3 separate regions of the Sus scrofa genome follow, and all the other regions are linked to region 3. The links are chromatin contacts, called in public HiChIP or PLAC-seq maps. All regions are on one chromosome and are shown on one strand. The core of a region is the stretch at or near the end of the contact, and the rest is flanking DNA. Distances in the headings are between cores, read along the strand shown.

Region 1 (2,700 bases), core at 184-2,683, 250 kb after region 3:
GTAAACCCCAAGAGGACAAGGCTGTTTAACACTTAAATTTACCGCAGTATCCCCAACACGCCAGCACCAGGCCCAACACCCAGCAGGGGCCTGGCGCCTTCCTCTGAGTTGTTATGAGAAAGTGCAGTATATGGGCTCTCCTATGTTAAGGTGGGCTGGACCCGGACTCGCGGCAGTAGCCCTCGTCACCTAGCACCCTCTGACAGGTCAGTCACAGAGCTCAGGGGAACGGACTTCTCAAAGGTGAACAAAGCAAAACACACGGTGGGTGAGCGCGGCCCCCCTACTTCCTCCAGCACATAGGCAGGTTGTCGTGCATGCTGCGAGCACCCACAGCAGACCCTTTCTCTTGTTTACTGCTAAGGAATCAGGAGTCTGGCCTCCCAAGCTCCAGCACTAGTTTTACTGGAATCACTACCCAAGGCTTTCGTCTCAAGCCTGTGGGTCAAAAGCAATGTCATTTGTCTCCGCTTCCCTCCATGGTACACACTCAGCAAATATTACTTGAAGAATTTCTGGCTATGAGGCAAGAGTCAGTAATTGAATTAAATATATTTCACTCGCTCTAAGCCAATCTTTTGAAAACGAGTTTTCTTCTGCCCCATCAGGATACTATTAAAGAAGAAATATCCGGATTTTTCGTGGGATGCAAGGATCAGCTGTCCACCACATCATGCCATGCAGTCCAACTTGAATAGAACACACGCCCTACCCTGCTGGCCGGCGCACAGCAATGTTACACGTGGCCTGAAGAACAATGCAGGTTATTAATAGCCCGTGAGCTTACTCCTCTCCCCCAGCGCCCCCTCCTCAAGCCTCCTCCTCCCCGCCTGCGGAAGACACACCACCCGCCTGCACAAGGCTGAACACATAGTCTGTGGTTAAGTCAGCAGGGGCGAAAAGTCCCTGAAACAAGTACTGCCAAATGTCTGACACTCCAAATTATGACAGAAACCAAATATCTTTGCTCCACTCCCATCTCCACTCAACTCTCAGCCCTAAGGCAAAAACAAACAACCAACCAACCAACCAAACCTCATCACTAGCCTCAAAGAAGCAAATCTTCTGTTAAATGTCAAACAACGAAGCCAATGAAAATAGGTAGTAGAAAACTAAACCCAAACCCGAAAAAAACAATTAGTAATTCCAAACACCACACATACATCATTTCTGGAAACAACTCAATCTCTGTTCTTTTACAAATGCAAGCAATCACTTCAGTTACATTCCATGTCATTCTGCTTTTTAAAGGGGGGGGTGCTTTCAAAGAAGAAAAATTTTAAATTCTGGACACTAATACATTTAAAAGGGACACCAGCGAACTCATCCACAAAAAATAATAATAAAAAGGAAACAAGGACAGCTGTACAACCCGACACTGGCACTAAATTTCAAAGTAGGTACGAAATCTCTAAAACGGTGACTACAGGGCTCAGGAATCTCTGGCTTAAAATCAAACAGCTTCTTAATACATACACACATACATAAAGCCGCCCTTCTCCCCGCCTTCCAAAACTCCCACGACTTACCAAACTAGCCTCACTGTAATTTCACACCATATTTACGATACAGCAAATTGGCACAGGCTCATGCTGCCTACTAAAATGATGAAATGCAAACAGACGGCACTAATTCTATTAGTCTGCCCTCAGTTAACCAGTCCTGAGCCACAATAAACCCAACCAGCTTGTTTTGTTTTTAAATTCGAGATGGGTATGTCTCTAAAGGGCCTGACTGTACTGTTACAAAGAGGACACACAAGCCACCAGACGGCACGGGCTGCCGAAAGCAGGCTCTTCCAATTAGCGACAAGTGTACCGGCACAGACGAAGCCATGAGATGGATGGGGCGGTGACATCACGGATGCCTTCAGATTCGAATGTGGGGGCCACTGGTCCATTCCGGGGATGGAGAAATCTGCAAGGGTGCCAAGTGCAACTGCGTCGTCGATAAGCCTACTACCTGGGCAGAGGAGGAAAGGACAAGCTGGAGAAAAAGATCAATGTTTTGGTTTGCGGTGATCCTTTCTCTCCAACCCATCCGTATCTGCAATTTGTGAAAAGAGGGGGAAAAATGGACGTTGGGGGGGGGAGGAGGTAAAGTTACAGGGTATTTCTCCTTTTCCTTAAGAGTAGCATTCTCCAGGAAATTACCTAGGCAGACCGACTGTGGAATCAGACAATTAAACCTTAGGCCAATTTCTATGCCACTGGTGAACAGTGGTTAATAACTTCACACTTCTCTTTTTGTGTCTTAACAAGGAGGGAATGGCACTTTCGAAATCATTACTGCTCTGTCATCTTGGTTCACTGCCAAAGCAAGGAGCTGGAGAACACCTGTCAAATAACACGCGGCCTGTGAAAGAGAAACGTAGACCAAAACAGGTTTACAGAAAATGTTCACATATGTAGAAAGAAGAATGAGTTTGGGTTAACAAAAAGTCACTCCTTCTGGTGAGGGGTGGGGAAGAAAGGAAGAGATTTCCAGGACTGAGTTTCTGCGATTCGAATCAGAGTAATGAAACTCGATCTGTCTAAGCAGAGATCAGTGGCGCTGACACAAGGTTAGTCTGACAGTATTTATCTCCTCATCCTCGGCCACACTCCCAGTGGTTCCAGTAATTAAATGTCGAAGCAAAAATACCGACCCTGCCTTCTCAAATGAGAATGGCCCAGTTAAAAATGAATAAAGTAGCGTTTC
Region 2 (2,777 bases), core at 76-2,575, 170 kb after region 3:
ATGAAAGCGCTCTCTAGGCCTCTCCACCAGCCATGGCCCAACTGAGTGCACCGGAGGCCTGGGCAGCCTGCTTGCTGAGCGCACTAACACTCAACATGGGGTGTCTCATTACTTAAGGGGAAAAGCCCAACAAGTGACCAAAAATTAGGAAAAACTGCCAGGCCTTATGAAATGTCTCAATGTCCATTTCCACAAACAACTCTTACCTTCCCATGGCAATAACAAAACCAACTGGCCTAACTGCTTCAGATTTATTCACAAGCTGATTTTTTTCAAGAGAAGAGACTTCATCTCAGCACTCTTGGCCATAAGACAATGGTAAATTTTTTAAATATAAAGGGAGACGATGCTGTACTTACTTTAAAATATTAGGTATGTAATGATTCTTGTACAAGTTACTTCGATACAACATCATAAAAAAGTGATTTTCTTGGGAGGACAATTTTAAGTTCAAGAGACAAATCACAGAGGGCTAAGTTAAATCTTTTTAAGAAGACATAATTAAACATGTTAAAAAATATGGATCCTTGCTGCTGGAACCTCTCTTTTTTTCTTTTTTAGGTCAAAATCCAGACTTAAACCCCAAACTTAAACAACATATAAATTAATTTTTCCAAATCCTGACAAAATCAGCAATAAGCAGCTTATTTCAAAGTTTCGGGAGAGTTAAAAGTTTTACTGCTTATACCAAAACTCATTAAGGTTGGAGTGAAACAGGGAAAAAGTATCTGGTGCTGCCACCTAGAGGTAGATGTTGAATTTCAAATGTGCAAAATAGAGCTGCTGCCTAGAACTCCATTTGTAATTACTGTCCCTCCAAAATGAAACACAATTGTCAGAAATGACATTAAAGCATTTTTATGATCACAGTTGCCATACATGCATATACACTGTATAAGCAATGTTAAACTGTGTACCATACAGTAAAATAATCATAGTAGTCTCTGAGCAAGCAAGAGATAACAAAAACGAATTCCAAATTGCTTATCCCTTCTACCGAGAGTTCTCTCTGAACAACTGGCTTAAAGAAACAAACTTTATGCCCCAGTTGAGAAAAAGAACTTCCACTTCTACTAGACTAGCTTTTGACAGATGACTTCAATCATTTGGTCCGGCACAGAATAAAAGGAGCAGCAGCCTGCTTGGGCTTGACACCAGTTATCCGGGAGAAGAGCAACCGTGGAAATGATGTGTGTTTTCATTCAATCCTGTGACTTGTAGTCATCCAGTCACACCATTTTTCTTGGGCTAGAGTGGGGGTGTAGAGGAGGGCGACGACGAGACGGGACAGAGGAGGCAGCGGAATGAAATTAAAATACTGTCATTTATAATTAGAAAATTTATAGGCTCTCACATTATTTTGGCAACAGGATCAAAGCTCTCATGTTTCAAGAAGTATTTATAGAAAGTAACATTATAGGTGTCGGGGTGGATGAGTTCACCAGTGCTGTTTTTCTCCTTAAGATTACCACATTCTTATCACGCATAGGCCCAAATGTAACACTTACCACAAAATTATTTTTTCTACCATTGTATTTTCTAACAATTATAAACTGTTTTTAGAATGTTCACCTGCCCCCATTCCCAAGGAGTATTTAAACTGCTCCAAACTCAAGGCATTAGGTTGAAAAACTGATGGATTCAATTCAATAATCTTTTTCCTCCAAAAGACAAGGTCTGTTAGTGCAACTGCAAATAACTAAAGTCAATTGCACATGTTCACACAACTGGGGAAGAGGGAAAAATCCATATGAGTGAAACCCCGAATGAATAGAGTAACTGATATTCCCAAGCATTTGTCTGAAATATGAATCACTTAAACTACTAGGGAAGCTAATTAATGAAATCCTACCATGTATTTTTTTTCTAAAAATTTCTCTTGGGAAATGAATCTTTTGCACAAATTCAGGCTTTCATATATCTGGACTTAGAGAATAGTACATAAACCGAAAATTTAGTACAACTAAAGAAAAACACTTTTTTTTTTTTTTGGTCTTTTGTCTTTTTAGGGCCGCATATGGCGGTTCATATGCCACAGTAACGTGGGATCCAAACCGTGTCTGCAACCTACACCACAGCTCAAGGCAATGCCAGATCCTTAACTCTCTGAGCAAGGCCAGGTATTGAACCCGTGTCCTCATGGATACTAGTTGGGTTCAGTTAACCACTGAGCCATGACAGGAACTCCTAAAGAAAAATACTTAACAAATTTTTTTTTTCTTTTTGCTATTTCTTGGGCTGCTTCTGCGGCATATGGAGGTTCCCAGGCTAGGGGTCGAATCGGAGCTGTAGCCACCGGCCTACGCCAGAGCCACAGCAACGTGGGATCCGAGCCACGTCTGCAACCTACACCACAGCTCACGGCAATGCCGGATCGTTAACCCATTGAGCAAGGGCAGGAACCGAACCCACAACCTCATGGTTCCTAGTCGGATTTGTTAACCACTGTGCCACAACGGGAACTCCCTATTTAACGAATTTTTAAAGGGTGAATTTTACATCCACAAAAAGTCTTGGAAAAGAATGTTCACAGCAGCTTTTTTTTTTTTTTTTTCCTTTTCTAGGGCCGCTTCCCACGGCATATGAGGTTCCCAGACTGGGGTCTAATAGGAGCTGTAGCTGCCGGCCTACACCAGAGCCACAGCAACGCAGGACCCGAGCCACATCTGCGACCTACACCACAGCTCATGGCAACGCCGGACCCTTAACCCACTGAGTGAGGCCAGGGATCGAACCCACAACCTCATGGTTCCTAGTCGGATTGTTAACCACTGCAC
Region 3 (3,023 bases), core at 361-2,860:
GATCCCAGGTGCCTTGGAACCGCAGAGAGGGCTTAAAAGAAAACCAAATGTCAGAGACAGCTTGGCTTCTCCTTGGCCCCCCAGTCCCATTATCCAAGTGCAGGAAAAACTGGTGAGACTCAAACCAAAAACCAGAGAGAGACGGAGGCAGACCCAGAGACAACCTTTCCCTCTAGGCGTTAATAGTAATAATATCAGCATTAGTACTAACATTATTAATGTGCCTGTTCCTAACCCTTCATCCCGCTCCAGTTTTGTCTTGAAAGCTCCTGCCAAGCCAGCCCGATCTGTCTGCCACCCACCCACGAGCATCCAAGAGTTATGCAGATGTTTATGGCTGAAAAAAAAAATCTCAGTTATGCATCCTTGTATTTTTAAATACTGACTGTAAGTGATTCAAGTATAATCCTTTGTAAAACGCGTTTCTCTTTGACACATTGAAGGGGTTGAGAGAGGAAAACCCGGCGTGGATTCCCCCTCCCCGGCCCCTCTCCCACCCACCACCCTCGCCCCCACCGTGCCAGCATCGAGGCCCCTGGCTGTCCCTCGGGCCCTGCACCCAGTCAAGGAGGGCGTTCGTGCTAGCCACTCGTCCAGGCTTGTCCCAACTTCAGTCCGAGTTGGGTCTCGGTTCTCAGCGCTGGACGCGCAGCAAGCTGTTTGGGGAGAAACTGCGCTCTTTTTCAGGTTCGCTCTTTGGCCTTTGCCGGGGTGGGGGTGGGGGCCCTCCAGGCCAGGAGCGTTCAGAATTTTAGGCGCTGAGACTCGGTTGAAGGCAAACCTGCGTCCCTCCCGCCCAGGAGCGCTCAGGGCTCGGGGTAGGTCCTGCTCCCTGCGCGCGATCTGAGAGTGTCCAGCCTCGGGGTGATGGCCTCACCCACAGGGGCGAACTTGTGGGCAGAAGAGGCAAGCGAGTCCGGAGAGAAGGGGGAGACTCCCAGACCTGTCCCCAGCCTCCCCCGCTCACAGCCGACACGCACTCGCCTGTCCCTTTCCGCCCTGTAGATGCTTTAGGGAAGGCCGCCCGCCTTTGGCAGGGCTTTGTCTTTAAGGGGACTTTTCCCAGAGTTGAAGACGAAGGTGAGAGAGGTTGAGAGACGCTACTAACCAGAGAGCAACCGCTGGGCTCAGGGTGAAGACTAACAGCTCAATGCGTTGGGCCGCAAGAGAAAAGTGGACGCCCCAAACGGCAGATGTTTGCTGGCGGCCCTCACCCCGGCACCTCCGAGGCCCTCTGGCCTAAAGAGAATGGCGATTGAGGACCACTGAGGTCAAGGCGCTGTCCTGGGAGCGCCTTTGAAAATGGCCAAGTCGGCGCCACGGCGATCCCAGCCTCAAGGCCTTGCCTCCACGGGAGCGAGGTCCTCCGGCTGGTGGAAGGGGCGCACGTTGCCCAAGAGGCACCCACAGGCCTGACATCCGAATAAGCTGGAGCTTAGGGCTAGCCCTGACGGGTTAAAGGAGGAGCTACGGGAACAGGATGGAGAAGTGAGAAAGTTATTAAGTTAAAAACAAAAAAGAAAAAGAAAATTGGCTTGGGCGAGTGCCTGTTGCCCCCCCTCCACCGCCGGCCTTTCCCGAATCCAGTCCGGGCTTTGCGCGGAGCCCACAGCCCGGCGCAGCCCGGCCTCTGGCGAGAGCCAATCAGAAGGCGCCTCTCAGCACGTGGAGGAGAGAGACTCCAGAGCTCCGTGCCCGCGGCTCACTACACTTGTTACTGCTTGTCCTGAGCGCGGAGAAGGCGAGCTCCGGCCGCGGGCAGGGCGGGAGCCGGCAGCCAGCGACCGAGCGAGGCAGAGAGGCACAGAGATCGCAATAATATCTATTATAACCAGCTATCTAACTTCACCCCCCAACACACACCCATACATCCCACCCGCCCCGAAAGGCAGCCAGCGGCCCGCTTCTCTGCGCCCGGGGGAAAAAACCCCAGCCATGAGCAATCAGTACCAGGAGGAGGGCTGCTCCGAGAGGCCCGAGTGCAAAAGTAAATCTCCAACTTTGCTCTCCTCTTACTGCATCGACAGCATCCTGGGCCGGAGAAGCCCGTGCAAAATGCGGCTTCTGGGAGCTGCGCAGAGCTTGCCCGCCCCGCTGGCCAGCCGCGCCGACCAGGAAAAGGCCGTGCAAGGTAAGGCTGCGCTCGCGAGGCACCTGGAAAGGGTTCTGGGCACTGGTTTGGATGTGTGATGTCTGGGGGCCGGGGGCCCGCGGTTGTCCAACTCGAGAGGGAGGGAAGAGGAACAACTCTGAGGCCTGGTGCCTCCAAGAGCGGTAAATATCTCGCCAAGGGGCTGTCTCTCCCTCCCTCTCTGCTTCCAGAAAAAGCAGAGACCAAGCTTCGCTTCAGGGGCCCTTAGGTTCTCGGCGTTGGTCCTTAGGTCGTTTAAGTGCGCCCTTTGGTGGCCTTGAGGGTGCTCTGAAGAGGGGCGGCAGGTCAGAAACAGCAGGTGCCAGGTGGGCCCTTGTAACCACAACTTGGTGAAGACAGGAGCCGCAAGAGCTGTGAATGGGGACTCCAGGCAGAGTGAGCCTTGGCCTTTCCTCTTTGGACGATTTCTTTACACGCGGTGTTCTGCTTTTTTCTTCTTTTTATAATCGTAGATTACTTGTGACCTTTTAAACCCAAGCTTTGCAGAAACCATCTCCCTGGGATTCCCCAAATGCTCCTTACTTACTGTATTTGAAGTGTATGAAATGTGCGGCTTCTGGGTGCTATTTTTTTCTCTGCTTTGTTAATTTTTTTTTTTAAATAGAGTTGAGGTGTTTCAAAGCTCTTTTTTCCCTAAAATTAAAAATTCCAGAACAACTGTCGTTTTGCCCCGAACCTGTTACACTCAAATTTCGCCTTGAGCTGGCTGCAGAGGTGTCGCACAGGGAAAGAATTGTTGATTTCTTTTCCAATCCCTAAACCAGCGGTCCAGCGGCAGCGCCACTTGGAAGACAGGAGCAGACAGCGGAGAAGGGGTCCTTTAAAATAAAACTGACTTTTTCCTTTTCTTTTTTTAGCCTGCAGTGGCACC

Evidence for each region. HiChIP or PLAC-seq counts read pairs in DNA pulled down with a chosen protein or histone mark.
Region 1: an H3K27ac HiChIP or PLAC-seq map of skeletal muscle shows a contact between it and region 3, with 6 times the contacts expected there. The contact joins the enhancer-like site here to the promoter of ARX in region 3. A contact is called at or near these places in 1 of 5 promoter capture datasets (liver), 7 of 47 Hi-C or Micro-C datasets (embryonic fibroblasts, epiblast stem cells, fetal skeletal muscle and 3 more) and 2 of 2 datasets of contacts at active chromatin or transcription factors (alveolar macrophages and skeletal muscle).
Region 2: a contact with region 3 is called in an H3K27ac HiChIP or PLAC-seq map of skeletal muscle. The contact joins the enhancer-like site here to the promoter of ARX in region 3. A contact is called at or near these places in 11 of 47 Hi-C or Micro-C datasets (alveolar macrophages, brain, embryonic fibroblasts and 6 more) and 2 of 2 datasets of contacts at active chromatin or transcription factors (alveolar macrophages and skeletal muscle).

The regions. Positions count from the first base shown.
Region 1 is chrX:20,829,919-20,832,618 of Sscrofa11.1, reverse strand. The region is part of intron 26 of POLA1 (DNA polymerase alpha catalytic subunit); the gene reads right to left. Among named protein-coding and RNA genes, the nearest start is that of POLA1, 75 kb to the right of the region's middle. Within about 2 kb of position 1,433, at least 5 of the 83 cell types and tissues checked have an H3K27ac peak or open chromatin away from gene starts, as enhancers often do. A contact at or near this core is called in fetal skeletal muscle and skeletal muscle, where this site is marked.
Region 2 is chrX:20,905,254-20,908,030 of Sscrofa11.1, reverse strand. The region is part of intron 32 of POLA1 (DNA polymerase alpha catalytic subunit); the gene reads right to left. Among named protein-coding and RNA genes, the nearest start is that of POLA1, 150 kb to the right of the region's middle. Within about 2 kb of position 1,325, at least 1 of the 83 cell types and tissues checked has an H3K27ac peak or open chromatin away from gene starts, as enhancers often do. A contact at or near this core is called in skeletal muscle, where this site is marked.
Region 3 is chrX:21,078,437-21,081,459 of Sscrofa11.1, reverse strand. ARX (homeobox protein ARX) reads left to right here and starts at 1,610. Exons shown (of 5, transcript XM_021080129.1): 1 at 1,610-2,131. The coding sequence starts at 1,936.